7 separate regions of the Mus musculus genome follow, and regions 1, 2, 3, 4, 5 and 6 are each linked to region 7. The links are chromatin contacts, called in public ChIA-PET, HiChIP or PLAC-seq and promoter capture Hi-C maps. All regions are on one chromosome and are shown on one strand. Each heading gives the region's core, a stretch centred on a gene start, on an enhancer-like site or on the middle of the called end of the contact. The rest is flanking DNA. Distances are from core to core; before and after follow the strand shown.

Evidence for each region. Promoter capture Hi-C pulls out the DNA fragments that hold promoters and counts their contacts. ChIA-PET counts read pairs in DNA pulled down with a chosen protein or histone mark. HiChIP or PLAC-seq counts read pairs in DNA pulled down with a chosen protein or histone mark.
Region 1: a contact with region 7 is called in a FOXA1 HiChIP or PLAC-seq map of pancreatic cancer cells. The contact joins the enhancer-like site here to the promoter of Msh6 in region 7. A contact is called at or near these places in 1 of 39 promoter capture datasets (the 3T3-L1 cell line), 4 of 115 datasets of contacts at active chromatin or transcription factors (embryonic stem cells and pancreatic cancer cells) and 1 of 9 other capture datasets (embryonic stem cells).
Region 2: a contact with region 7 is called in an RNA polymerase II ChIA-PET map of memory CD8 T cells, with 5 read pairs. The contact joins the enhancer-like site here to the promoter of Msh6 in region 7. A contact is called at or near these places in 10 of 39 promoter capture datasets (the 3T3-L1 cell line, the C10 cell line, the HPC-7 cell line and 6 more), 1 of 484 Hi-C or Micro-C datasets (bone marrow-derived macrophages), 15 of 115 datasets of contacts at active chromatin or transcription factors (the 230-238 cell line, the SCID.adh cell line, bone marrow-derived macrophages and 8 more) and 2 of 9 other capture datasets (adipose tissue and liver).
Region 3: a contact with region 7 is called in a promoter capture Hi-C map of pre-B cells, with 4 times the contacts expected there. The contact joins the promoter of Foxn2 here to the promoter of Msh6 in region 7. A contact is called at or near these places in 18 of 39 promoter capture datasets (the 3T3-L1 cell line, 3T3-L1-derived adipocytes, the C10 cell line and 12 more), 28 of 484 Hi-C or Micro-C datasets (B cells, the C10 cell line, CD4 T cells and 19 more), 12 of 115 datasets of contacts at active chromatin or transcription factors (the 230-238 cell line, DN3 thymocytes, the SCID.adh cell line and 7 more) and 4 of 9 other capture datasets (adipose tissue, liver, macrophages and 1 more).
Region 4: a promoter capture Hi-C map of stem cell-derived epiblast-like cells shows a contact between it and region 7, with 4 times the contacts expected there. The contact joins the promoter of 1700116H05Rik here to the promoter of Msh6 in region 7. A contact is called at or near these places in 1 of 39 promoter capture datasets (stem cell-derived epiblast-like cells) and 5 of 115 datasets of contacts at active chromatin or transcription factors (bone marrow-derived macrophages and embryonic stem cells).
Region 5: a promoter capture Hi-C map of embryonic stem cells shows a contact between it and region 7. The contact joins the enhancer-like site here to the promoter of Msh6 in region 7. A contact is called at or near these places in 21 of 39 promoter capture datasets (the 3T3-L1 cell line, 3T3-L1-derived adipocytes, the C10 cell line and 13 more), 12 of 484 Hi-C or Micro-C datasets (the G1E-ER4 cell line, the HL-1 cell line, Th2 cells and 7 more), 31 of 115 datasets of contacts at active chromatin or transcription factors (the NIH/3T3 cell line, the SCID.adh cell line, bone marrow-derived macrophages and 16 more) and 4 of 9 other capture datasets (adipose tissue, embryonic stem cells, liver and 1 more).
Region 6: an H3K4me3 HiChIP or PLAC-seq map of embryonic stem cells shows a contact between it and region 7, with 4 times the contacts expected there. The contact joins the enhancer-like site here to the promoter of Msh6 in region 7. A contact is called at or near these places in 5 of 115 datasets of contacts at active chromatin or transcription factors (bone marrow-derived macrophages, embryonic stem cells and large pre-B cells) and 1 of 9 other capture datasets (pancreatic islet).

Annotation. Positions count from the first base shown.
Region 1 is chr17:87,561,548-87,565,212 of GRCm38.p6, forward strand. The region is part of intron 1 of Gm46587 (a long non-coding RNA gene); the gene reads right to left. Among named protein-coding and RNA genes, the nearest start is that of Gm46587, 7.4 kb to the right of the region's middle. Within about 2 kb of position 1,299, at least 31 of the 459 cell types and tissues checked have an H3K27ac peak or open chromatin away from gene starts, as enhancers often do. A contact at or near this core is called in pancreatic cancer cells, where this site is marked.
Region 2 is chr17:88,481,940-88,485,813 of GRCm38.p6, forward strand. It overlaps Foxn2 (forkhead box N2), which reads left to right. Exons shown (of 6, transcript NM_180974.5): 5 at 2,462-2,530. Among named protein-coding and RNA genes, the nearest start is that of Foxn2, 43 kb to the left of the region's middle. Within about 2 kb of position 2,337, at least 9 of the 459 cell types and tissues checked have an H3K27ac peak or open chromatin away from gene starts, as enhancers often do. A contact at or near this core is called in memory CD8 T cells, where this site is marked.
Region 3 is chr17:88,438,606-88,442,126 of GRCm38.p6, forward strand. It overlaps Foxn2 (forkhead box N2), which reads left to right and starts at 2,099. Exons shown (of 6, transcript NM_180974.5): 1 at 2,099-2,279.
Region 4 is chr17:88,306,126-88,309,811 of GRCm38.p6, forward strand. It overlaps 1700116H05Rik (a long non-coding RNA gene), which reads right to left and starts at 1,447. Exons shown (of 4, transcript XR_001782254.2): 1 at 1-1,447. The region is part of intron 3 of Gm31615 (a long non-coding RNA gene); the gene reads right to left.
Region 5 is chr17:87,693,763-87,697,319 of GRCm38.p6, forward strand. Msh2 (mutS homolog 2) reads left to right here. Exons shown (of 16, transcript NM_008628.3): 8 at 2,733-2,842. Among named protein-coding and RNA genes, the nearest start is that of Msh2, 23 kb to the left of the region's middle. Within about 2 kb of position 2,264, at least 32 of the 459 cell types and tissues checked have an H3K27ac peak or open chromatin away from gene starts, as enhancers often do. A contact at or near this core is called in embryonic basal ganglia, embryonic stem cells, epiblast stem cells and 1 more, where this site is marked.
Region 6 is chr17:88,344,576-88,348,429 of GRCm38.p6, forward strand. The region is part of intron 1 of Gm31615 (a long non-coding RNA gene); the gene reads right to left. Among named protein-coding and RNA genes, the nearest start is that of 1700116H05Rik, 39 kb to the left of the region's middle. Within about 2 kb of position 2,541, at least 11 of the 459 cell types and tissues checked have an H3K27ac peak or open chromatin away from gene starts, as enhancers often do. A contact at or near this core is called in embryonic stem cells, where this site is marked.
Region 7 is chr17:87,972,603-87,976,665 of GRCm38.p6, forward strand. Msh6 (mutS homolog 6) reads left to right here and starts at 2,448. Exons shown (of 10, transcript NM_010830.2): 1 at 2,448-2,803. The coding sequence starts at 2,547.

The DNA of each region.
Region 1 (3,665 bases), core at 49-2,548, 410 kb before region 7:
ATACTGACAGAGCAGCCCTATCCCAGAACTTCGTCAGGACAGACCCACGGAAGCACAGTTGCCTGGACGTACTATAGATTCTATCTGGGAAAGCATGGAAGCAAGGCAGAAGGCCGTATCAGATTCAGGGTTCGCTGACCAGGCTGGGTTCTACCGTATGATCTGACATCCATCAAGAATAAATTGAAATTTGAATGCCAATGTTTGTTGCAGGAGGCACAAAATCATGTCTGAGAACAATTCAGGGAACAAAGTGCCCTCTGCCTTTTCTCCTGGAGCCTCGCTCACAGTTCCCCACAGCACTGCTCACGATGGTAGTCCTTTGACGTGGCAACAATCCTTCCTGCAATGAGCACCTGTGACTGTTTCCTGGTAAGCCTAGACCAACGATGACGAAGCAGCCAAGAAGCTAGTGTTCTGGCCTAGTTTCATCTCTGTCATGGTCTGTTTGTCATGTCTCGTGCCTTTGGGTATGAGTGGATCCCAGGGTGATCTCCTGTGGGAAGCCACAAACGCCATTACAAGATGGCGCTGGCTACCACTGGCCACCACCCATGATTATGGGTAAACAACCAATGTGCGCACGTGCATAAGAGTTTTTTGCCTAGTCACTGCCTGGCCCGACGCATATTAATGAGGTACTGGTAGCATAACCAATCAGGTATGGACACGTCACTCCTAGGCCTATATAAGCAGCGCCATTTCTGGGGCTCGGGGTCTTTCGCCTACGCCGTCCATGCTCTCCCAATAAACGTGTTGTAGAAGGATCCTGTTGTGGCGTCTCACTTGCTGGCAAGTCAGGCGTCCCACAATCTCCTCTTTACTACTTAATTTATTGATTATTCAGTGTTAGGGATCAGAACTAGAACTCCACAGAAAGTAAATACTTTAACCTGCTCTACACTCCTCTCTCTCTCTCTCTCTCTCTCTCTCTCTCGGGAGGGTGGCAAGACAGGATTTCTCTATGTAACAGAGCCCTGATTTTTCTGGACTGACTCACTTGTAGACCAGGCTAGCCTCGAGCTCACAGAGATCTGCCTGTCTCTGCCTCCTGAGTGCTGTAACTAAAGGCATGCACTGCCACCAACGCCTCTGCCACCACCACCACCACCACCACTTAGCTTGAGTTCTCAAAGGATCCTGATGGCAGGAAAGAGAAAGAAGGGGGAGGGGCAACTGTGTCCAAAAGATCCAATTAGTTCAGGGCCACAGGAGTGACTTCTCAGTACAGTGTACAACCGTTACCGTATGTGTGAGCCAGAGGTAAGGTGGATGTCTAATGGTAGGCTGGGCCCTGACTTGGGGCTGGAGTGTCTGTTCCCATGGGTCAAAGGTTGAGCCCTTTCCTAGGAATCACGTATTTACTCTTTGACTCATCCAGCAAATATCTCATTCCTTGAAGCTACAGATATTTATTGAGCATCTACTATGTTCTAGTATAGGCACTGAGGATGTAGCAGGGACCAGACACATGAGAAGTAACACAGACGGATGAAATAGTCAGTAGATTAGACAGTGCTAAGGAGAAAAACCAAGTCTAGAGGAGGGTAGCAGACGCAAGCCTTCATCCTACGAAAAGCATCTCAGATAAGCAAATTGACACTGCAGTGAACACCCAGTTAAGGAACTGAGGATTGAGTCATGCAGGAGTCTGGGGAAATATTTGTTGAGGTCCCAAAGAATTTCTACCTCTGTGGGCAGGTGGGGGGTGGGGGGTGGGGAGAGGAGGCTGGGCCCTGGCAAAATTCCAGCCAAAGGCCACCAGAGGAAGGAACACCTAAGCTAGGTTTCCATTGCACAAGGGCACTGTTAAGTGTGTCGATCCTGTGTTAGGAACAAAAGCCGAGGGTCTTCACAAACTATGCCCAGGAAATGGGAGACGTTTTGTGTCAGGATCATTTTTCAGCTTCATGGTTTTTTTTTTCTTTTTCCAGAAGACTATTTTTATAAATTACTGATCATAGCATAATCTGAGCCCTTAGCAACCGTCTGGTGTTCATGGTTTCCAAATGTGGTGAGAAAAAGAATCCTCTGAACTGCTTGGATGAAGGATACTGACTTCAGCCTGCCCCGGTGGCACACGCCTGTCATCCTAGCTACTGAGGATGCCAGGGAGGGAGGTGGTAAGATAAAGGCTCACCTGGACAACTATGTGGAGAGACTCTTTCAGTGAATAACTATAAAATGTTTGTCAGAGTACTTGACTAGGCAAGCATGCAGACTCAGATCAAGTGAGTCTGCAGTACCAAAGTGAAAAAAGACCCTATAGACTCCACCTCAGCCTTGGTCAAAGTTCCAGCCCTTGGCGGGAGGTGGGGGGAAGGGGTGGGCTGAGGCAGGAAGATAGTGAGTTCTAAACCATCCTGAGATAGACTCTGTCTGCAAAGACTAGACCAAACTAAACAAACCTGGATTCTAGCCATCACCCCAGCCCTGTCCCCAGAGGGCTCTGGATTCTGGCTGTCACCCAGCCCTGCCCCCAGAGGGCTCTGGGGTCTGCATGTTTAGCCAGCACCCTAGGTGACTCCACTCCAGGCTGTTTGGGAGGCTCAGAGAGTGTTTACAAACAAGGGAAAGGAGGCCTGGTGAGAGGCATGTCTTGCCCAAGGGAGAACTGGTCAGTCAAGCAGGGCTGGGAGTGATACTTCAGTTTCCCAACTCCCTCTGTCTGTGACTGTTTTTATTTTCACACAACACAAAGATAGCCTGTGATATTGGAACAGATGCCAGGCCGGGCATTTGTTAAGATATGCCAGTAATAAAGGACATAACAATTACTACCTTTGAGAGCTGAGTGCCCTAGTTACAGTCTGTAAGGGAATGCTTGGTTCTGTTTATGGGGCCCAATAAAATGATGAATAATATGTGAGCTAACTGATTTGGTAAGAAAAGTTTTTTCTCACACAATTTTTATTTTTGTTTGTTTGTTTTTCAAGAAAGGGTTTCTCTGTGTAGCTCTGATTGTCCTTCCTAGAACTCGCTCTGTAGACCAGGCTACCCTCAAATTCAGAGATCTCCTGCTTCTGCCTCCTTAGCACTGTGAGCAAAGGTGTGCCTACCACCATACCACCCTTTTATTTATGATTTATTTACGTGTGTGTGTGTGTGTGTGTGTGTGTGTTATGTGTGTTATGTGTGTGTGTCCACAGAAACCAAACAAGGGCATTGGCTCCTCTGGAACTGGAATCAGACATGGTTGTGAACTGCCTCGTGAGTGCGGGGGATCTAATCTGGGTCCTCTGGAAGAACAACCAGGGCTCTTTTTGTTGTTGTTGTTTAAGAGTTTATTTTATTATTACCTTTTCATCTTCTGGGTGTGAGTGTTTTACTTACACATATGTCCGTGTACATACATCCCTGGTGCCCTCAAGTCCAGAAGAGGATGTTGGATCCCTGTTACTAAAGTTACCATGTCGGAGCTGGGGGTGGAACCTCTAGACCCTCTGGTAAAGTATCCAGGGCTCTAAACCACGGATCCACCCTTCCATCTCCATAAAAGTTGTAAATTACATTTTATTCACTGTGTGTGTATATATATCTGCATGTGTATTTGTATGTGTGTGTGTCTCTGTCTGCCTGCATGTGTGTTTATGTGGTGTGTGTGTGTGCGCGCGCGTGTGCACTTGCTAGGTTTTTATATCAACTTGACACAAACTAGGGTCATT
Region 2 (3,874 bases), core at 1,087-3,586, 510 kb after region 7:
CCCTGTGAAGTAGCATACACCTAATCTAAACTCCAGAGGCAGAGGATCAGGATTCTTAGGCTAGTCTATGTGACATAGTGAGGCCTGTCTCTAATCACAGAAACAAGCAAGCAAACAAAATACATAGTACTGGGGCTGGAGAGAGAGAGAGAGAGAGAGAGAGAGAGAGAGAGAGAGAGAGAGAGAGAGAGAGAGAGCGCACAGTCAGTAAGATGCTTCCTTACAAAGCCCTGAGCAGGAGCCCTAGAACCCATACGAAAAAGCCAGGTGCCTATAATTCCAGTTCTAGGGAGGAGGAGACAGGGTACCCTGGGCTGGCTTGCCGATTGGGCTTGCCTACTTCACAAGTTCTAGACCAATGAGATATTCTGTCTCAAAAATTACCCCCAAACAAAAACCAGGAGATCTGATGGCCTTGTCTGGGCTCTGCAACAAGCATCAGAGACACAGATGTACACAGACATGCATGCAGGGAAGACACCCATATACATAAAATAAAATACTTCTGTATACAAATTGTCAGTAAGAACTTCTTTTGTACTTTGACTATATGGGTTTGGCAGCTTTTTTTTTTTTTTTTTTTTTTTTGAGTGAAAAAGAAATCTAATTGTAGCCTTAATACTCATTCAAGGAAAATGAGATATTGAAAATTTTCATGCAGTCACTATAATGAACCGTTATGAAGTAAGTAAGGCTCATTGTGTCTGAAATTTTTTGCACCAATGTGTAGGCGTGAGTTTTATAGTGGAAAGAGAAGTCTTTCCTGAAAAGTCCATTGACAGTGAGTTTAGAAATTGGCAGGCATGTGGTAGTTCCATGTCTTTTAACAAATTAGCAAGTTCAGAGCCGGGCTGCGGTGCCACAGGCCTTTAATCCCAGCACTCGGGAGGCAGAGGCAGGCGGATTTCTGAGTTCGAGGCCAGCCTGGTCTATAGAGTGAGTTCCAGGACAGCCAGGGCTACACAGAGAAGCCCTGTCTCAAAAAGCCAAAAAAAAAGGAAATAAATGAATAAATATTAGCAAGTTCGTTTGCTATGTCAATTTTAAGTAAGTAATAACTATGTGGTTTTTGTATTGAATTCTTATTGTTCAAAACTGTGATTCTAATATAGTATACTGGTATATAAAATATATTTTTATATAAAAATATGCCAAGATTGCCTTTGTATTTTGAAGAGCCTCGTAAATTTAGATAGATGTTCCATAACAAAGCTACACAATGAGTATCAATAACAAAAAGAGTGACCTGGCTTCTACACACATGTGCATACACACCAGTATAGACATGAGCATGTATGTATGTATGTGTACACACATAAGACCTAGTAGTTCTTATAGGCGTTTGTATAAGTATGGCTGAACATGATCAATATTTTGATCCTACAGTAACTTCATTTAGCACTTAAAAGTTCAGGTCATAGAGTGACCAGTTAGTTACATGGGTTTTTTTGTTTGTTTTTTGTTTTTTGGGGTTGTTGTTGTTGTTGTTGTTGTTCTTGTTTTTGGTTTTTCGAGACAGGGTTTCTCTGTGTAGCCCTGGCTGTCCTGGAACTCACTCTGTAGACCAGGGTGGCCTCGAACTCAGAAATCTACCTGCCTCTGCCTCTCGAGTGCTGGGATTAAAGGCGTGCGCCACCACGCCCGGCTCAGTTACATGTTTTTAATCTTTCAAATATTGTATAATAAATGTAAATGTATTTTATAACAATAAGCTTATCCAGGGTAAATGCTAAAAAAACAGTATTATGCATTCTAGCTAATTTAGTTTAGAGGTAACTCTGGAAAGGCAGTGATTGTTCACAGTCGTTATGAATGAAGGAAGGCAATCTTACTGCTTGCATCTCTCTATTATCTTTGACATAATACCCTCAATAAACTGTTCAAAATCTTAAAGGAAAACAAATTGTAAAATAACAAGTAATAAGAGCTTGGGATCTATATAGCTCAGTTGGTAGAGTGCTGTTCTAGCATGTGGGGATTCTGTCTCCATATAAACTGGGAATAGTAATACACAGCTGGAATCTAGGACTTCAGAGGCTAAAGCTGGAGAATCCAGAGTTCTGTGTCATCTTCAGCTATATGAGACTTTATTTCAAAATTGTGTGTGTGTGTGTGTGTGTGTGTACAATATATATATATGGGGTGGTATATGGAGGTGTGCTGTTTTTTTATTTTGTTTTGAAACATGGTCTCTCTAAGTAGCTGTGACTGGCTTGGAACTTGATGTGTAGACCAGGTTGGTTTTACCCTTGTGGTTGTGAGCCTGGCCTTCCGTCAGTGGGTGAGCCTTCTTTCCAGACGCAGGTTGATTCTGAAAGAGATGTTCCTTTGCTTCCTCATGCTGGGGTTGAAGGTGTGTGTCAAGACGCTGGGCCGGCAGCGTCCTGATGCTGATCACGTTAACTGTGCAGAGCTTGCTCTCAGGAAGAACATTAATGCTGTCTCTCCTCTCCGTTTTCAGAATCTGACATTGATGCAGCCACTGCAATGATACTTTTAAATACTTCAATAGAACAAGAGATTTTAGAATGTAAGCAGTCATCCTTTTTAAAGTAAATGTTATAAGTGTGTTTTCAAGCTAATGATATAAAATATAAGATGATCAAGTGCCATAACAGAATTCTTTCTTTCCTCTAAATTGTGTTTTAATCTGAATGACTCGGTTTCTTTTGTTTGCTTTTTAATTTTATTTTACTTATTCATTTCACATCCTGCCCACTGCCCCCTCCCGGCCACCCCCAACCACAATGACTCAGTTTCTGTTTCTGTGGAGATCTGAGAAAGCGCGGTTAAGGCTGTGCAAAAGTATTGATAAATCAGTGTAGGGAGGAAACGCTTTTCAGGTAAACTCGAAGAGCTAAAAGCAAAGACGAAAGCTCAGGTCAGTCCCACGGACCTTTGTGGAGAAGTGATTCTCAGGGCTTCTGCCCTCTGATTTCAGTAGCGTGCGCGCACATGCACACACATATTTGCAAAATAATTTTTTACAGGTTATTTAAATTTTGGAGTAGGAGTATTAAGGTATAAATTGCAAAGTCTACTAAGAAAAGATGGACAAATTTAGTTAAAGACAATAGAGTATGTTTGAGAACAACAGACCAGCATAATTGGGAGGGTGGGGGTTAGTGCTGGACCCCCATTATCTCAGCACCTGGAGACTGGGTGAGAAGATCAGGGGTTCAGGCTGGTCAACAAGCTTGAGACCACCCTGGGAGGCTGCATGGGTTTAGAAGGCTTGCCTACCACATACCAGGCCCTGGGCAAGTTTAACCCTCCAAGCACCACAAAAACGGAAGGGAAGTAAGGCAGAATATGGGAGAATTCTTCTTAACTATGTATAATAGACAAAAGCTTAATATTATGCCTGTGTGTTGAAGGGTGCACCTAGTAAGAAACAAACAAACAGGACCCACAACTGCCATTCTAGTCTGTGGGGAAGAGGAGGCAGAGACTGAGCCAGAGGCAGTGGGAACGTGGTGTCTTCAGACACGGCAGTACTGAAAAGGCTCTACAGGTTCAAAACAGACAAAGCGCTGCACTAAGGATAAGTAGACACCGAGGCCCACTCCTGATCAAGAAGCAGTTTCCTGCTGGAAAGGGAAAATATGTTATCTCCAACCTTAGGCCTCATGCCTGGGGGTAGTGTTTTGCTTTTATTTTTTATTTCATTTTTGTCATATTGTATTTGTTTGGTTTAGTTAATCTATTTCAATTTTCAGTTTTTGTATTTTGTTTTTATTCTTTGGGGGTTAGAGAGAGAGGGAGGAAGAATAAAGTTAGGTGGGGAGGTGGGTGGGGAGGAGTCAGGAAAGGGAAAGAGTGTTATAAACCTTTATGGCACTAAAACATTGGAATAAAAACATTTTAAAGTAAA
Region 3 (3,521 bases), core at 849-3,348, 470 kb after region 7:
TTTCTCTGTGCAGCCCTGACTGTCCTGGGACTCTCTCTGTAGATCAGGCTGGGTTTGAACTCACAGAGATCTGCCTGCCTCTGCCTCCCACGTGCTGGAATTCAAGGCGAGCACCACCCCTGGCTGAACTTGGTTTCTTAAAAGCCAACTTTTCTTGCTCTTCCTTTCCTTCTCGTGCTCTTTCTTCTGTATCTTCTTTAATTTGTCTACATGAGTGGGGGGCAACAGTGATGCTATGTAAGGAGATTTGCAGTAGATGTTGCTCCTCCGCTGAAGCACATCTTACATTTGCCCTGAGATTTCGTACTCTGAAGAAAACTGGGATTCTCCGGGACTTTGAAAAGAAAACAAACAAACAAAACAAAATGAAATAGAACTGGTAGGCGAGCTTACATGGATCATACGAATAATGTTGTTTGTGGAATGAGGGAATCAAATATTTCTGGCTTTGTTCTTGTACATCGGGGTGCCTACAATTCCTCTGCATCTCTGCCATATTCACAGCTCATCTACTTTACTGCGAGCAGATAGCCTGCTTCAGTCATTTTATATGCAAAGACATTGAATAGTCAACATCCCCTCATCAGGAACCAAATGAAGCTTTGTTGAGCAAGCAGACGGGCAATGTCTCCGTTTTAGAGACCCTTTCTCTTAATCCATTTATATCTGTGTGAAACAGGTATCAGTAGCATGGTTTTTAAAGAACTGGGTATAGAAATTGAAAGGTTTAATTTCCAGGTTCATAATGATAACAGTAAACTCAAACTATAGTTTTCTTTTAGAAATTCAATGGAATAGTCCTCTCTCTCTCTCTCTCCCTATGTAGATGGCCTTAAACATTTGAGTCTCCTATGTCCTCCTTCCAAGTTCCAGGATTACAGGAATGAGGCACTATACCCTGCTTTCCTTTTGAGACAGACTTCTTTTTTTTTTTTTTTTTTTTTTTTTTTCTGAGGCAGGGTTTCTCTGTGTAGCCCTGGCTGTCCTGGAACTCACTCTGTAGACCAGGCTGGCCTCGAACTCAGAAATCCGCCTGCCTCTGCCTCCCGAGTGCTGGGATGAAAGGCGCGCGCCACCACCGCGCAGCTGAGACAGAAACTTCTTATGAAGGCCAGGGTGACCTCTAAATCTTGGCACTCCTCCAGCCTCACCCTACCCAGTACTGATACATAAACCTTCACTGCCAAGGGCAGTTTGATAGGCTACTTCTAGGCTTCAGTTTCCTTCTATGTAAAGGGAATTCCTGAAATTGTAGAGTTGGCAGATTCACTAAAACATGAAGCAACCAGAAAGTATACCCCGAAGGGAATGTCCTTAACATTAAAAATTATTCTACATTTGTCTGCAATTCAGAATTAACTGGCCACTCCCGTTTTATCTAGCAGCACTGTACCCGCAATACAGTGTAGGCAATACGTGTACAATGCATATTAAGTCCTTATTACTGTACACAGCAATTAGTGAGAGCTCTGTACATTTTTGTTGTTGCTGTGTTGCCTTTTATTACTGGTTTTTAATTTGGGAGACAGAGTCTCAGAAAATCTTTAGTAAAATTTGGATCTGATTCCAAAGCCCCATTTCCCCTCTAAAATCTGCTCTGCATAGAGTTTCCACGGCACTTCAGTCAGAAGAAGGTAGCGTTGTTCTCAAGAAAGCTTCCCGGTCCCCACACTTTCAAAGCCAAGGGGCTGTTCGGGCCGTCGCGGCAGCCCCAGCACACGCGTCGCGGGCGGACACTCGCGCGTCCCGCGCCAGCTCGTCCACTCAGCAGCCGCGCCGCGCCTCGGTCGCCCTCCCATAGGTCCTTCCGGGCGACAGGCGAGGGCTTTTCATTTTCCCGCCTGCACGCCCAGCTCCGTAAACCTCAGCGTCCCCTCGCTTTGCCTTCCGAGCCCGCTCCACCCTTCCGGACGCCACCTTCCCCCCCACCCGCCTGCAGGACGACAGCTCGGAGGGGCGGCCGCCGCCCTGGTAGGAGGCGGGACGAGGCAAGGGCGGGCTGCGGGAGGCGGGACGGAAGGAGGGGCGGGGCCAAGCGCCTTGGCGCCGCGTTGTCATGGCAGCGGGGCGGGGAGGAGGGGAGGAAGCGAGCAGGCGGGAGGGGTGGGGGGGGGGGGGATGTGGTGCTGCGGCGGCCGCCACCGCAGCTGCCACTGCCTGCTCGCGCCTGGGTGTCCCGGAGGCGGCTGCTGGGAGCCACGGGAGCAGCTGCGGTGCTCTGCCATATTGTGTCTGGCCCGGCCCGGCCCTCGCCTCTGGTTCGCGGCGGCTGAGTGACGGTGAGTCCCCGGGGTCGCGCGGCGCGGCGCGGCGCGGAGGCAGCGTGTGCGGCCGGCGCTGGGCGTGGGGGCGCGGAGGCGGCTGTCCCGTGACGCGCCGGGACATTTTTGTGTCCCGGGAAGAATTGGCGCCCCTGCGCGGGGGTGTACCCGGCGCGCGGCTCCGGCAGAGCGTGGGCTGCCCCGGGGGTGTGGAACCGAGGCGAGCACGGGTCCCCGGGAGTGAGGAGTTAGGAGTTTTCTCCCGAGGTAATGACCGTACCGGAGGGGGCGTCGCGCAGTCGGAGCCACAGAGGGCAGAGGACGCCCAGGCGGAAACCTGCGACCCCGGGAGTTGCTGCTCTAAGAGTCCCGGGGAGCCCGCGCCAGCCACGTCGCCGCTCCGGCTCCCATCCGAGCGGGACGCGCGCGGCGTGGAGTCCCAGTCCGGGGCCCGGCCCGGCCCGGGCGGGATGGCTGGGCCCGGAGAAGTAGTGCCCAGGAGGACTCGCGTAAACTTCGGGCGCGGGGCCCCGATGTGGGGTGGCGACCCCAGCCCGGTTCTCGCGGCCGGAGGCGCCCCCAAGCCTGGCTGGCCCGGGCCGGGGGTGGGGTGGGGTGGGGTGGGGGTGGGACTTGGACTGTTTCGGCGTTGCAACATGTGCACTTCCTGTTCGCCATCTCCTTCGGGGCCGAGGTTACTTCTGCCCTCCGGCCCGGCGCTCGGGCCGGGAGGGTGCGCGGTGGTCCGCGGCCTTGAGCTTGGGTGCCGGCCGGCGTGCAGTGCCCGGCAGCCCGAAGCCGAGCCGGGGAGGTTAGGGGCAGGGAGTCCACGTGCTCGGTGCTCGGTCTTGCACTGCAAACTCCGCCCCCGGCTGCCCTCCGGCAAAATGCCTGGGTTCCCACCGCCGCACCTCACGCGAGTTGGGGGTAGCAATTTCATTGGGAAGCCGCGCTCTCGAGATCTTCTTGCACTTGGTTTCTGCTTTAAAGCTTTCCTTTTTCCACCTTTTGGGTGGCGGTGGGAGGAGTCATAAGTGCAGAGAAATGACAGACTTTTTTTTTTTTTCCCCTACTTGCAACTCCGCTGTGAGCGGTTAATTATTTCCAGGTTAGTTGGTGCTCTTTTCTCCTGTCTTCTGATTGTGACAGCCACGTGGCCGGCTGAGTGCAATAGAGTGCTCTAGCGGCCAGAGAGCTTGAGGCTTCTCTCGCAGCAGGGGCTTTGTAATGGTATAGTCTTGGCTTCTGCGCTCTAATAAG
Region 4 (3,686 bases), core at 197-2,696, 330 kb after region 7:
TTCATTGCTAATGAAACTCACTGAGGGTAATTGTGGGTCACCTTCCTTTCAGCACCAAGGGCTGCTACGGTTCTTTTATCATTAGTGCAGTGCAGTGCTAGCAATTAGAACTCGTATACAATTTAACAGCAGAGTTTTCCTGAAGAATCGCTTTGTGCTGGGCACTCTTCTCCAGGCTTTAGAAGCGGTTTGTCTTTGTGTGAAGGTCGCGCTCTCTCTCTCTATCAGAACTACGGAGATGGCAGCGAGATGGCTCAGCAGGTACAGCTCTCCTCCCTAAGCCTGAGTTCAGTAGATAGACCCACACTGTGCTGGCTCCCGAGTCACACAGACAAACTGTGGAGGTCTGAATGAGAATGTCCCACACAGGCACAGACGTCTGAGTGCTTGGTCTCCTGCTGAGGAAGCTTAGGAGGTGTAGCCTTGATGAAAGAAGTACGGGGTGGGGTCGGGAGTTGGGGGTGTAAGGATGGACTCTGAGATTTCAAAGCCTTGGCCATTCCCACTGAGCCCTCAGCTTCAGCTGCCAGCTGCCAGGCCTCTGCTTTGTCGTCATGAACTCTAACCCTTGAACCTTAAGTGCAAACAAACTTTTTCTTCTATAAATTGCCGCAGTCATGGCAACAAAAAACTCACACATGCACGTGCGCACGCGCGCACGCGCACACGCGCACAATGACTGAAAAGCAAAAGAGCCCGGACTGCAAAATCAGTAAAATGAATGAATGAGCAAAATCTCATTTTCCTTAGGAGGAAGTGAGGCTTGGAAATCCTGTCCGTGATTTTTTTTTTTCCTGGCTAGAAAGCTGATCAGTGATGAAGCAGCGCTCAAACCCAGAGCCGCCCGCTGACCCCATTTCTCTACCACAAGACAGGAACTGTCTTCAAGTCCATTTCCCCTCAATTCATACTTCCTCGCGCTTTTAAATGTTATTTTTTTTATCATGTTCTTTAATTATGTGCCTGTGGGCATAATTCCACACGTGTGCAGGGATCATTGCAAGTCAAAAGTGCCAGAGTCCCCTGGAGCTAGAGTTACAGGCAGCTGTGAGCACCTAACATCAAAGGTGGGAACCCAATGCTGGTCCTCGCAACAATAGCAAGTGCTCTAACCTGCTGAGACCTCGACAGTCCCCTCCTCCCCCGTTTAAAAGGAAAGGTATCACTTTCCATGTGAATCCCCCTCCACCTGTGGCTGAGGGTTTCCCTCTACTCTGCTGAGTCACCTGTAGGGGGGGGGGCATCTTCCCCCCCTGAAGCCACAGAGAGGCAGGACCACTTTTGGTGATGATGATAGTTAAAGTGGGGAAATTAAGATCAGAACAGATGTTTTAAGTGGAAGGGTCCTGTGTTCCCATGCACTGGGAAGCAGATGAGAGGTGGAGGAGGGCCAGGCAAGGTCAAATGTAATGTTTTCTCAATAATATTAAAATAATAAAAATAAAACATGGCTCACCTGCCAAGCTAAAAGACAAAACGATGTCCAAAGGCTGAAGACCATTGGGACCAGTGGGAACCAATGGGAACTCTGCTGGTTATGAGACTGAGGTCGCAAGAGATGAAAGCTAGATTGTGTTCAAGACTTTACCTGCTGGGCCTGGTAGACTGCGGAGTTAGCATGTTGGAGGCCCAGAGCCAAGTTATCTTGGGTTGTCTTAGCTCCCTTTATAGGCATCCATTGTCCACTTCTGTGTCCTAATATTCTTTACAGACCACAAGCTTCTGACAGCACAAAGGCTGTCATGAGAAAGTGCACGAGGCCTGTGGTGGAGGCTACCTCACTTGCTATGGCCCAGTGTTTTAGGGTTCCGTTGCTGTAAAGGAACGTCATGACCCAGGCAGCTCTAGTAAAGGCAAACATTTAATTGTAGCTGGCTCACAGGTTCAGAGGTTCAGTCCAGTTTCATCATGGCAGCGTCCAGGCGGACATGGTGCTGAAGATAAGAGTTCAACACCTAGATCTGAGGACAGCCGAGAAAAGACTCACTCGTCCTCACCTGTTTCAACAAGGCCATACCTCCTCATAATGACGTTTCCCATGGCAAGGCGTACTCAAACCACCACACCCAACTACCTGATATTCATGTCTATATTATTAAAAGGCCATGATTTGGTTTGTAACTGTAAACACGTCATGAAACTGTTATTATATTGGGACAGGGTGATAGGAGCAGACTGATTCTATGTTCCTGGGCCATGGTCATTTGGCTCCACAATAAACTATGTCACTTTCTTTGTAGTGAGAGCCATAAAGCCTTATTTTGACAATGGCTTTATTGACCATTGGTGGTTTGCTTCTTATGAGCGAGGAGAGGGTAGTTCCTGTCACTGCTGAGCAGAGCCCTGCACAAGCCAACCTGAAACAAAGCCCTGGAGCTAGCACACGAGGACCTCACAGAGCACCAACTGCTCACTTCCTGTGCCTCTGAGGGTGGCTTTTTGAACACAGGGAACACAAGAATCTTACTTTTAAAAATTAATATTCAAGTTGTTAAAGTAACAGAATTTTTAAAAAGCTAGTCATTAAACTTTTAAGTTCAGTTTAAAGACTATAATAGCATATGCAATCCTCTAGCAAATTGTTAATATTTCTGTGAAATGACCTTTGATTGCTGAAATGGCCTTTGATTATATTTTATATTATTTGCAGGACTTGTAAATTAAACCCATTTAAATATTTCAAATGCATTCAAGCTTTTAATGGATTCTATCTCAAGAGATAATATTCTCTAATAAGTAATACCAAAGATCTTAAGTCTTGTAAATCTAATAAAAATTAAACTCCTAGCCGGACAGCAGTGGAACACACCTTTAGTCCCAGCACTTGGGAGACAGAGGCAAGGAGATCTCTAAGTTCAAGGCCAGCCTAATCTACATAAGGAGTTCCAGGACAGTCAGGGCTACACAGAGAGAAACCTTACTTGAAAAAAACAAGTCCCTGAGTGAAGTAGCCCAATCACAAAGGAACTCACACAATATGTACTCACTGATAAGTGGATGTTAGCCCAGAAACTTCGGATACCCAATATATAAGATACAATTTGCTAAACACATGAAACTCAAGAAGAACGAAGATCAAAGTGTGGACACTTTGCCCCTTCTTAGAATTGGGAACAAAACACCCATGGAAGGAGTTACAGAGACAAAAATTTGGAGCTGTGACGAAAGGATGGACCATCTAGTGATTGCCATATCCAGGGATCCATCCCATGATCAACTTCCAAACGCTGACACCATTGCATACACTAGCAAGATTTTGCTGAAAGGACCCAGATATAGCTGTCTCTTGTGAGACTATGCTGGGGCCTAGCAAACACAGAAGTGGATGCTCACAGTCAGCTATTGGATGGATCACAGGGCCCCCAATGGAGGAGCTAGAGAAATTACCCAAGGAGCTAAAGGGATCGCAACCCTATAGGTGGAACAACAATATGAACTAACCAGTACCCCGGAGCTCGTGTCTCTAGCTGCATATATATCAAAAGATGGCCTAGTCGGCCATCACTGGAAAGAGAGGCCCATTGGACTTGCAAACTTTATATGCCCCAGTACAGGGGAATGCCAGGGCCAAAAAGGGGGAGTGGGTGGGTAGGGGGTGGGGGAATGGGTATGGGGGACTTCTGGGATAGCATTGGAAATGTAAATGAGGAAAATAGCTAATAAAAAATTAAAAACAAAAAAGAAGC
Region 5 (3,557 bases), core at 1,014-3,513, 280 kb before region 7:
AGAATAATGGTTTTAAACATATGAAATAAAACAAGGAGAAAAGAAACTAATTGTATTGAAGTGTAGTTATCAAGATACAAAACCTTGATACAGAGCCATACACTTGAGTTTTTGTTTTTGTTTTTGGTTTTGGTTTTTTTTTTTTTTTGGTTTTTCGAGACAAGGTTTCTCTGTATAGCCCTGGCTGTCCTGGAACTCACTTTGTAGACAAGGCTGGCCTCGAACTCAGAAATCCACCTGCCTCACACTTGTAATTAATGCATTTAAATTGTGTATGCGTGCGTCCATCTGTCTGTCCCTCTGTCCCTCCTTCCCTTCGGAAGAGACAGTAAGATATCAGGTCTCCTGGAGCTAGAGTAAATGTAGTTGTTTGCTGCCTAGTGTGGGTTCTTGGAACTAAACTTGGGTCCTCTGCGGGAGCAGCGTACAGTGTTAACTCTCCAGCTCCTTAGTTAATGCATTTAGAAAGATTGTAAGGACTGGAGAGAGAGCCGGCTAAGTGTGTAAGATGGAGAGAGAGCCGGCTAAGCGTGTAAGATGGAGAGAAAGCCGGCTAAGCGTGTAAGATGGAGAGAGAGCCGGCTAAGTGTGTAAGGTGGAGAGAGAGCCGGCTAAGTGTGTAAGATGGAGAGAGAGCCGGCTAAGCGTGTAAGGACTGGAGAGAGAGCCGGCTAAGCGTGTAAGGTGGAGAGAGAGCCGGCTAAGTGTGTAAGATGGAGAGAGAGCTGGCTAAGCGTGTAAGATGGAGAGAAAGCCGGCTAAGCGTGTAAGGTGGAGAGAGAGCCGGCTAAGCGTGTAAGGTGGAGAGCGAGCCGGCCAAGCGTGTAAGGTGGAGAGCGAGCCGGCTAAGCGTGTAAGGTGGAGAGCGAGCCGGCTAAGCGTGTAAGGTGGAGAGCGAGCCGGCTAAGCGTGTAAGATGGAGAGAGAGCCGGCTAAGCGTGTAAGATGGAGAGAGAGCCGGCTAAGCGTGTAAGATGGAGAGAGAGCCGGCTAAGCGTGTAAGGTGGAGAGAGAGCCGGCTAAGCGTGTAAGGTGGAGAGAGAGCCGGCTAAGCGTGTAAGATGGAGAGAGAGCCGGCTAAGCGTGTAAGATGGAGAGAGAGCCGGCTAAGCGTGTAAGGTGGAGAGAGAGCTGGCTAAGCGTGTAAGATGGAGAGAGAGCCGGCTAAGCGTGTAAGAGCATTTGTTGCTTTTGCAGAGGACAGGTTTGATTTCCAGCTTCTGTGGCCATCACAACCATTCCAAACTCCAGTTCTAGGGTATCTGATAACCTCTTCTGACTTCTGTGGGCACCAAGGATGCATTTTATATAAAATTAAAGATAACTAAATCTAAAGGGGAGGGGGGGATGCTGACAAGTTGGCTGTGGTAGTTTAATTCTGTATCCCAGCTGCTCAGGAGGCCGAGGCAGGAACATCGATTTTTATACAACATAGTTACAGCCTTGTTTCTAAGAGAGGAATGAAAGGCCTACTCTTGCTTCAATTTCAGAATAATGAATCTGTATTTTAAATTTGTAATTATGGATATGTGGGTCTGTTGACATGCGACTATAGGTGCCCATGGAGGCCAGAGTCTGAAACCCTTGGAGCTGGGGTTACAGCTAAACTGTGAGCTGCCCAGTGTGGGTCTCAACGTTGAACCTGGGTCCTCTGCAAGAACAATTTATGCTTGTATCCACTGAGCCATCTCGCCAACCTGGAATGCTGAGTTTAAATGAAACTTTAGGATAACTCCAAAAGCTGTTAAATGATTTCAGAGTGTGGTGGATCTTTTGACTGGTAACAGACACGGTTGTCTAATACTGTGCACCTTCATTACCTGTTTTGGGAATGCGAAAAAGGTGAAACGATGACCTGTGTCCATGCTCTGCCTTGATGTCAAGGGGTCTGTGGGCCTTGCCTTAGCTTTTGCAGGGCTTTCCAGGCTGTGGTAGTTAATGGAGAATGCAGTCTTTAAAAATCCAGTTGGAAATTGGCAACTAAGGTTCAGTGGAGGTTAAAACTCAGGGAAGGAGGCTGAGGGTGGTCATGAAGATTCCAGGAGGTCTGCATTAGAGAGGGTAGGGGACACCGAGGATGACAGGAGCCTCACATCTGCAACAGCTGTTTTTTGTGGTGTAGTGTATAGTGACTGTTCGGCGTGGGGCACTGCCTGTTGCTGTGTCGTCTCAGGCACGCACCTATCCTCTGGGTAGTTGTCATCGTCACTACCTTGTGCAGACAAGGACAGGGCTCAGGACAGGGCTGTGCTGAGGATGAGAAAGCCACAGAGCAGCATGCCCGGGCTAGCGCCAGCCCTGACTCTGCCTTCTTGCACATTGTTGGTTCCTGTTCCCCTCCTCCCACGATTCCTCGGGATGGCTCTCAACCGCCAAGTTCCAATTTAAGCACTGGATTCAGCCTCTGCTGATTGGAGCGCTGGGTTGTTAATGGAAATTAGGATGCAAATTAGGTCTTATTCTAGTGGCTTTGTCTTTGGCTCACTTAGTCATAATTAATGTTTCCACACCCTCTGAAGGAGACCCAGACCTGCAGGGAGGGCAGTGCTCTAGTAGTTGGGCCTTGGGCACTACCACAGTGGTCCCCTGTCTATAGATGATACCCTTTGAGTTAAAGCATAAAAGAGAATTGAGTTTAGAGACCTGGACAATTTGTGCTTTCTGGTTCAAAGGATTTCATTATTTTAATATTATGATCTGTTGTTTTTACTTCTGTCTCTGCTTTGTTTTAGGAAGACACCAGGCACTGTTGTTGGCAGTTTTTGTGACTCCTCTTATTGATCTTCGTTCTGATTTTTCAAAATTTCAAGAAATGATAGAAACAACTTTAGATATGGATCAGGTATGCAATTCACATTTAATTCCCACAGCAAAGTATTTTTGGAAGGGAAAAAGTAACCAGAAACAACAGAAAAATCATATTAAAAAATGTCTAATTTGTCTTGAGTTTGTATTTTTTTGGCACTTTGTGTGGCACCTCTGTGGCCACTTGATGTAAACTGAAGTGACAGACAAGGAAGAGTGGACTTGCCAGGCGGTGCTGGGGAATCAAACCCAGGGCCTTGAATGTGGTGCCCTTGGGGTCGAGAATAAGGTGGAGTGGGTGGGCTTTTACTAAGGCATACTTAGAATTGGTGGAGATGTTGGCCCTTGGCTCTGTGGAATGCCTGGCTAAGGCAGCTCAGCCTACTGTGAAGAGGTCCCCGCTGGGAGGCAGTTTGCTTCACCGGTTTCAGTGGAGTTGACCACAGCCTAAGCTGCTTGGAGGTTTGCTAATCTATGCAAGCATCCATCCACAGAGAGGATGGGAGCAGCCCAGGCAACCAAGAGAGCTGAGGAGCGAAACACTGCCTTGTTGGGACAGAGACTAGGAAGGGCTGCAGAGTAAACGTCATCTACATGATAGAGAAGTGTGCTAGGAATGAAGCTTGGCCAGAAAAATGAGGACGGCCCTGGAAGCCTTGAGAGAGAACTGTCCGTGTGAGCTGCCCCGAAGCCCTGTGTCAGGGTCCACCCAGGTGAAGGCAAAGAGAAAGTCAATATGCAGGGGGACAGTA
Region 6 (3,854 bases), core at 1,291-3,790, 370 kb after region 7:
CAAGTTGACCATTCTTACAATCTCACATCCATGTCCTTTCCCTTGTTAAACACCAGAGTAGTTATTTTGTTGTAAAGTGGGAAGAGGAAGTCTCCCTGCTAGGTGGTATACCTAGGGTGGCTGAAGCTGAAATCGAGACACCTGCCCACTCAGACTTGGTCTGCTCCCCTCAGCTCCTCACTCAGCATGGCTTATGAAGTGCTGCGGCTAGTGTCCTCTGAAAGTGTCCCCATGTGCAATGGCTTTGCCCAGGCTGTCTCAGAGCTGCCCGCTGGCCACCTCTTCCTCACTTTCCTTGTCTCACCACTTACCTATCTGCTCATCTTTCTCTCCAGGTCTTAGAAATACAGAATATCTTGTCAGATGTTCAACAACTGTCATTTGTCACAGGCCTGAACGGTAGAAATCTGTTTGTTTGTGGTAATAGGGATCGTATAGAATTTTGACAAAAAATAAAAATAAAAACCCAACTAGTATCAGCTCTGCAAAAATGAAACAAAAATCCAGAAAACCACGATTGTTTTTGCCTGTCTTAACCAAAGGACACTTCCCACTTTCTCCTGATGAGAACTGTAGCGATTCATCTGGTAACGGACTCTGGCTCGTCCCCAGGCACCCATGGGGCCCGTGCGCCACGCTTTGGGTTTTACCACCAGTTTCAACAGAGGTAGTAACTATATAGCTCCAACTTCAGAGTGAAGAATCAACCTCCGCACATCCCCGAAGGCAAGACTTTAAGACTGTATACTAGTTTAATTTTTGTTGAAGGGAATTTAAAACTTCGCTAACAGATACATTTAAAAATAAAGCAGGCAGGGAATGGTTTATGAGCGTTTCGTAGATGGGGAAACAGCAGCTAAGGTAATAGACTTAAATAGTGGCCGAGCAGGGACCAGAGCTGAGATGTTCTCATTTCCAGACCAGATGTTCCCAGAGAAAGGCAGTTACTGCTATTTCCCCCTTGTTGGAGATGCCTGGTTTCCACAGCAATACCAAAACCAGCATATACCCAACAGAGTCATTGGTTCCGTAATTTTAGACTTGGCGGGGACCTTAGGGACCGTCTTACTCATCAATTCTGTAGAAGGCCTTAAGGAGGGTCCAACCTCTCGGAGTCTCTCAGACTGGGGCGAAGCTGACTGCCGAAGTTGACTGCCTACCGACTCCCACTGCAGCCAGCAGTAGCTTTTCTTTTTAAATCTCTTATCTGCTTTGCATATTAATGATCCACAGAAGACTCCCTTGAAAAAGACACGCCAGACAGCCCAGTCTACAGAAATGGAGAGGTGTTTTTGACATAGTTGTTTCAAAGCAAGGACAATGGAGGGTGTACCAACCAATACACAAGATAATAAGCAACCTCGGACCAAGCTTATCTGGTGATGTGTGATGTCCCACTTCAAGCGGTGGCCTTTCTGAGTTTATGCACCTCTTTTTTTTCTGTCTACCATCAGCAAAAGGGTACCAGAAGAAGTTGTAGAATTGATACATGAGTAAGCAAATATTCTCTTTTAAAATAGCAATAGTATGCACATCCATGAGCCTCGGTGCCCACACGGAGGTCAGAGCATAATTTGTGGGAGTCAGTTCTCTCTCTCAGGCCTGGCAGCAGGCACCTTAACCCAATAAGCCATCTTGCCAACTCTGGTGGAAAACTTCAAATATCTTGCCTTTTAGCTCTTCATGTTCTAACTTCCAACAGGGTCTAGCCAAGAGCAGCTAGCTGTGAGGAAAATTATGGATTTGTTATAAGGGCGGCAAGAACATTCTTAATTGCTATAAATATTAGAATAGTTCTAAGACTGATGATACCAATTAAATGAAAGATGTAGGCAATATAATAATCTATATTTATCAAGTTCTTGATTACAAGTAATTAGTAAACTATGTAGAAGGGTACAGACTTTAGAATGAGATATACATAGTCTCAGAACCTAGTTGCTGGGAAAACACTGAGATAAACCCACCTACCCGACTGGTACTCAGTGTTGACATCTGTAGAATGAAACTTGTGAAGACTGAGTGTAATACCACACTCTGGGTATAGAAAGAATCTCTTAGAAGCATCACCTGTCAATAAAATGCCAATGGCCATTGAGCTGTGGCAGGGAATAGGAGGTGGAACATTAGCAGAAAGAAAGAGAAGACTGGGAAATAATAAGAGCTCAAAGAGAGCCATGGAGGTGTAAGACCCAACGAGCCTTATGTCCAGGGTGTCCCACTCACAGAAACGGAGACTGATGAAATAATCAAGAAGTTTATTGATCTGGTGTGCCAGGGGCTGTCCTGCCTCGATTGAGGCACAGGCAACCCAAGCACACACTTTTTATACAGTTTAAGGGCAGGCCTTGATAACAACTTGAGTTGGTTTAAGCCCATTGTTGGCCTGAGCTGACCTTCTCTTTCCACCCTTTAGAAATGGTAATTAGACTCTCCCTTACAGAGAGGCAAGTGTCTTTTCATGACCTTCCCTAGGCAGCATTGATGGCCCTGGGTGAGGTGAGGTCTTCGTCCCCAGAAGAGGGAAGTGAGACATTCTAGGTCATTATCTGCACCTGCCTTTCAGGGGCTTTTGTAAAGCTTGTTTTGCTGGGTCATTCTGGGAAGGGAGGGTTCTCCACAAACTTCTAGCGGAAGGTCCCCAGCATGCTATTCTAGCAAGGTCTTTCAGTGGTCGCCTTATGTTCTCTAAGGTCACACATTTCCCACAGAGGAAAAGATTGAGACAGAGACAGAGGAGAGATGGATGAAAACCAGGAGGGAGAGGAACCTGGAGAGACGCAGAGGGAGCCGCTGAGGAGAAGAAGCAGCAGCTGGGACTGAAGGAGAGGTCACTAACCAAGTGGTAAACATAGAGTAGATTAAATGGTTAAAAACATGAAGAGCTAGTCAGGGATGAGCCAAAGTTTGTGGCCTAGGCATTTAATAATGACTAACTAGTCTCATAGTTGTTGTTCCAGGAGCTGGGGCTGGGAAAGGAAAAACAGAATTTAATATATTTTTTAACATCTGTGCTTAGCTCTTCCTTATCACACTTGAATTTCCTTCCATTCTCTTTTCTGAAATGTTGAATATGAGTGGCTACCCTCACCCTTAACTCCTTTGCAGTCTTGCTGTGCAGCTAGCTGCGAGCGCATGATCTTTCTGCCTCAACCTCCCAGGTGCTAGGATTATAGGTACATGTGACAGTCTACCAGTTTGGTCTAGGTGGTTGTTGTTGTTGTTGTTGTTGTTGTTGTTGTTGTTTTGTCCTCTGCACCAGCAGCAAGTACTCCTAGCTGCTGAGCCACCCCCACCACTTCCTTCCACTCCCATACCCCATCCCCATCCCCCCACTTTCATCCCCCTACTCCCAAGTTCAACCTTTTCATTCACTGTTACTTTTAGCACCGACAAGTACATGCTATGCATGATATGTTACTTCCCCCGAGGTTTGAATGTGAAATACCAACATAGACACTGGTTCATGTGCTTGAGCACAATAGTCCCCAGCTGAGAGTGCTGTTCAAGGAGGGTTGTGGAAGCTCTAATAAGTGGGGCCAGACTGAAGAAGTGAGTCACTAGAGGGAGCCTTGAGGTTTGATAGTCCCATCTTCCTTTCTGTTTATTCTGCTTCTGGACAGCGGAAGGGATCACACCAGTTGCCTCCAGTTCCATGGAGGACCGTATCCCTTCCAACTGTAAGCCAAAGAAAACCATCTCTCAAGTGGCTTTCTGATAGGCATGTTGCCAGAGCAATGAGAAAAAGAACTAATACTCTTGGGAGTGATTATTTCATTAGCAAACGACTCACAACCAGCTAACTGCTCATGTATTACAGTGAAGGGGGCAGGGGATGGGGGGGGACAGGGCCT
Region 7 (4,063 bases), core at 1,198-3,697:
CAAAGACGCAAAGGAAAACCAGGTCTGCCCAAACACAGAAAATCACTTACTCTTTTTTTGTTTGTTTGTTTGTTTGTTTTTGTTTTTGGAGACAGGGTTTCTCTGTGTAGCCCTGGCTGTCCTGGAACTCACTTTGTAGACCCGGCTGGCCTCAAACTCAGAAATCCACCTGCCTCTGCCTCCCAAGTGCTGGGATTAAAGGCGTGCGCCACCACCGCCCAGCCACTTACTCTTTTTAAAAATTTAATTTAATTACTTATTTGTTTTGCCATAGAGCCTTACCGCATAACCCTGGCTGGCCTGAACTCATTGTGTAGACAGGGCTGGCCTCTACCAGGTTCAAAGCACCACTCCCACGGAGAGTGCTGGTGACACTGTCCTAAACAGAAGGCCTTTGGATAAACAGAAAGACTTACTGGATTAACAAGCCTAAAGGTTTCTGTTTATTAGCAGAGCAAATCTTTTAAGGTAGTTTCTCTTCACCAAGAACCTCCCTGAACGTTCCCTCCTGGAAGGTCAACTACCTCAGGCAATGCCACCTGCTTTAACCTATCCGAAAAACAGAATAATCTTATCAGCTCAGATTTCCCCCCACCTCCACCCCGTCACAAAGTCTGCTTGTTTTCCCAACAGGCTGCTCCTATCTCTGTCCCAAGAGACTGGCCTTAGCAGTTTGATTCTAAAGGAATCTTTCTGTCTACAAAGTGGTCTAGCTTGGTAGTTTCTCTGGGACATCTCTTAACAGCCTCAAACTTCACAGAGATCCCCTGTCTCCTAAGTGCTGAGATCAAGGGTGTGGCCTACCATACCAAGTTTCTTTTGTTTTTAGGCTGGTGTGTGTATGTGTACACACACACACACACACACACACATACACACGTATACACGTGTGCACGTGACCGTGCCCACCCCAAGCCTATGGAGCCTGAGTATAGAGGTCAGAGGATAATTTGCAGCAATCCTTCACAGTGTGATTCTAGTGATAGAATTCAGGTCTCTAGCTGGACTCCAAAGCACCTTTACAGGCTGAGCTGGTTTTGTCCAACAAAGCAAATCTTTTTACCCTTTTACCAAAGTGAAGGTATTGCTAGCCAGAGCTAAGTCCATTCTTACTTAGAGCTGAATTAAGTCTCCCAATTTCTCTCTCTCTCCTTCTTGATTTAGTTGTTTTTTTTGTTTTGGTTTTTTTTTTTTTTTTTTTTTTTTGTGACAGGGTTTCTCCGTGTAACAAACCCTGGCAAGTCTTGTAACTGTAGCCAGGGTTGTCCTTGACCTCAGAGATCCACCTGCTTCTGCCTGGAACAATGGGGTTAAAGGCACACACCTTCGCGCTCAGCTCCAATTTCTTGAATTTGAATAGGAGCTCCAATTTTCGAAAACGCCCTGTAATCAACCTGGCAGGAAGACATTCTGAGGAGAAACACTTGGCTCCCTTTGGCTATCAGGCAATTGAAATAATGGACTCCAAAGAATTGGAATTTCTCCAGGAATTTTTTGGTGGGAAGGGGTAAGACAAAGCTTCGAGTTAGTGTAGAGGAAGAACTTGGTTTCTGGAAAGAGATTTCTCAAGTATCTGAAGCTCGTTGAATCCCCATGTAGGACAGTCTGGAGCAGAGATTATGGTGGGTCAGACCACCTCTTACAAGACCATTCTGGTTCCCGTCGCCCGGTTTAAACCAAAACTTCACGTCAGTACCCCCAAAGATGAACTTCCGGGGGGGGGGGGCTGAACTTTATCTTCCTAATGTGGCCCTTTGAAAAAAAAATCTGTTTTTTTGCTATTTTCTCTATTATTCGACTACTGAGGATGAGTGGGAGTTTAGCTCGTTAGGGTTGCTAGGGCCCAAGCGTTGACGCTCAACATTACCTTAGCAATCTCAGTTTCTAAAATATAAAAAATTCTGCACACTTATGCTAAAGGGCTCAGATAAGACTGGACCTTAACTGCCCATCTCATATAGTAAGGCGTAAACTAGTTGAGGCAGTGACGGGCCAAGGAAAGTTTTGTGGGTAGCTGGTTTTGTGGATAGCTGTTCTTGCACTTGGCATTCACAAGTGCCGCTCTGTACAATGCTCTGCGAACGCACCGTACGTGGCAGACAGCAACAACCAATTTCTCAGCTCCTTTCAGTCCAACCGCAGGACCGCCCGCAGGGCCAGGTGTTTCCGCAGCGAGCTCGACGCGGCTTCTCGCAGGGTGCACCCCGCCGTTCCAGCAACCGCGCAAGCCACTTCCGTCTTCTTGGTGCATACTTGCCCGGGTAGCCACCGCGAGCTCCACTGCTTTGCAAAGGCTCAGTCTCAAGGCCCGCCAACCCGAGCTTGGGGGCTGGGCCCGCCCCGCCCCGCCCATCTACGCCAGGGCACGTCGCGGGCGGGGCCCCGCCCACCGCGCAGGCCGACACGCCTTCGGATTGGCCGCTGGGCTACGGATGCTCGGGTAGGACGCGCCTCCTCCCGACTTTCCCGCCAGCGGCGGCCGCGCGGTGGATGCGATCCTTGTAGGCGCTCGGAGCCGTGGCCCGGTCTGCCCGTCAGCCTTCATCATGTCCCGACAAAGCACCTTGTACAGCTTCTTCCCCAAGTCCCCGGCACTCGGCGACACCAAGAAGGCCGCGGCCGAGGCCTCACGCCAAGGTGCCGCTGCCTCTGGAGCCTCCGCTTCCCGCGGCGGGGATGCGGCCTGGAGCGAGGCTGAACCCGGGTCCCGGTCCGCGGCGGTATCCGCCTCGTCGCCGGAGGCAAAGGATCTCAACGGAGGGCTGCGGAGGGCCTCCTCCTCCGCGCAGGCCGTGCCTCCCAGGTAGCCGGCTCGGTCGGGGCTGCGGCGGCGCGCGGGTCTCCCGGAAGGAGGGGGAGGCTGCTCCGTGCCAGGCGGCGGGAGGAGGGGCGGCCTGCCGGCCCGGGAGAAGCGGGGCCGGTGCCCGGGACTCTCGGGGGACGCTGCGAGCAAGCGAGCGCACTCCCACTGTGGGGGTGGGGAGGCTCGGGAGGCTCGGGGACGGAGACACCCTCCCCCAAAGTGGCCGGAGCGGGAACGGTGGGTGTCCTGCTGCGATCCGCGGCCTGAGGGGGCGGGGCGGATCGGATCGGGCAGGGAGCTCCTCCGGGTGGCGAGCCTACGGTGGGAGGAAACTCGGGTTGCAGGTGGAAGTTTGTAGATAGTGAAAGCGGCGCTCCGGCTTGGGACGACAGTTTTTTTTAACCCACCTTTTCACAGGAGGGAAGAGTGCGGGAGATTTTTCGCAGTTAGTGGGTCTTCGGAGTATTGGGCAAGCCCTGGGCAAGAAGGTTTACTGGGGGAAACTTGCCTGGAGTTGTACTCGCACTTTGTAAATTTGGCTGTCGTTTGTAGGAACGACTAGAGACATTTATTTTATCTATTTATTTTCATTTTTTTTCGAGACAGAGTTTCTCTGTGTAGCCCTGGCTGTCCTGGAACTCAGACATCCACCTGCCTCTGCTGGGATTAAGAAGTGTGCAGCGACTTATTTAAAATGTAAAGAGTTCTTTCTGGAGTCCAGTACTCTGGAGTTTCAGCTTGGGCACCAGGAAGAGCTGGCGTATGCTCCTGGGGCAGAGAAAATGATTTTGGATCTCTAATTTCTTTCCTTCCCTTTGGCTATAAAGGACACAGTTCAGACACAGGTAAACACAGAGGTGTATTTTGCCTCCGTGTATGTATGTGTGCCCATGTGCATGCACGCTGCCTGAGAGAGGCCAGAGGAGGACCTCAGCCTCTGTAGTTAGAGATATTGTGAGCTACTGGGTGGGTGCAGGGAATCAAACCTGGTTCCTATGGAAGAATGCCAGTGCTCTTAACTGCTGAGCAGCTCTCCAGCCCCATTATTTCTATATTTTTTAAAATTACCTGTTAGTGTGTATATGTGTGTATGCATGCTATAGTAGGTTGTGGAAATCAGAGGACAACTTAAGAGTTGGTTCTTCCACCAACCGTCCTGTGGATAAAACTCAGGCCATCCTTTGCGTTATCGCCTAGGCCATATCTTCACTGGTATTTTTTTTTAGACAGGGTTTTGTAGCCCTGGATGTCCTGGAATGC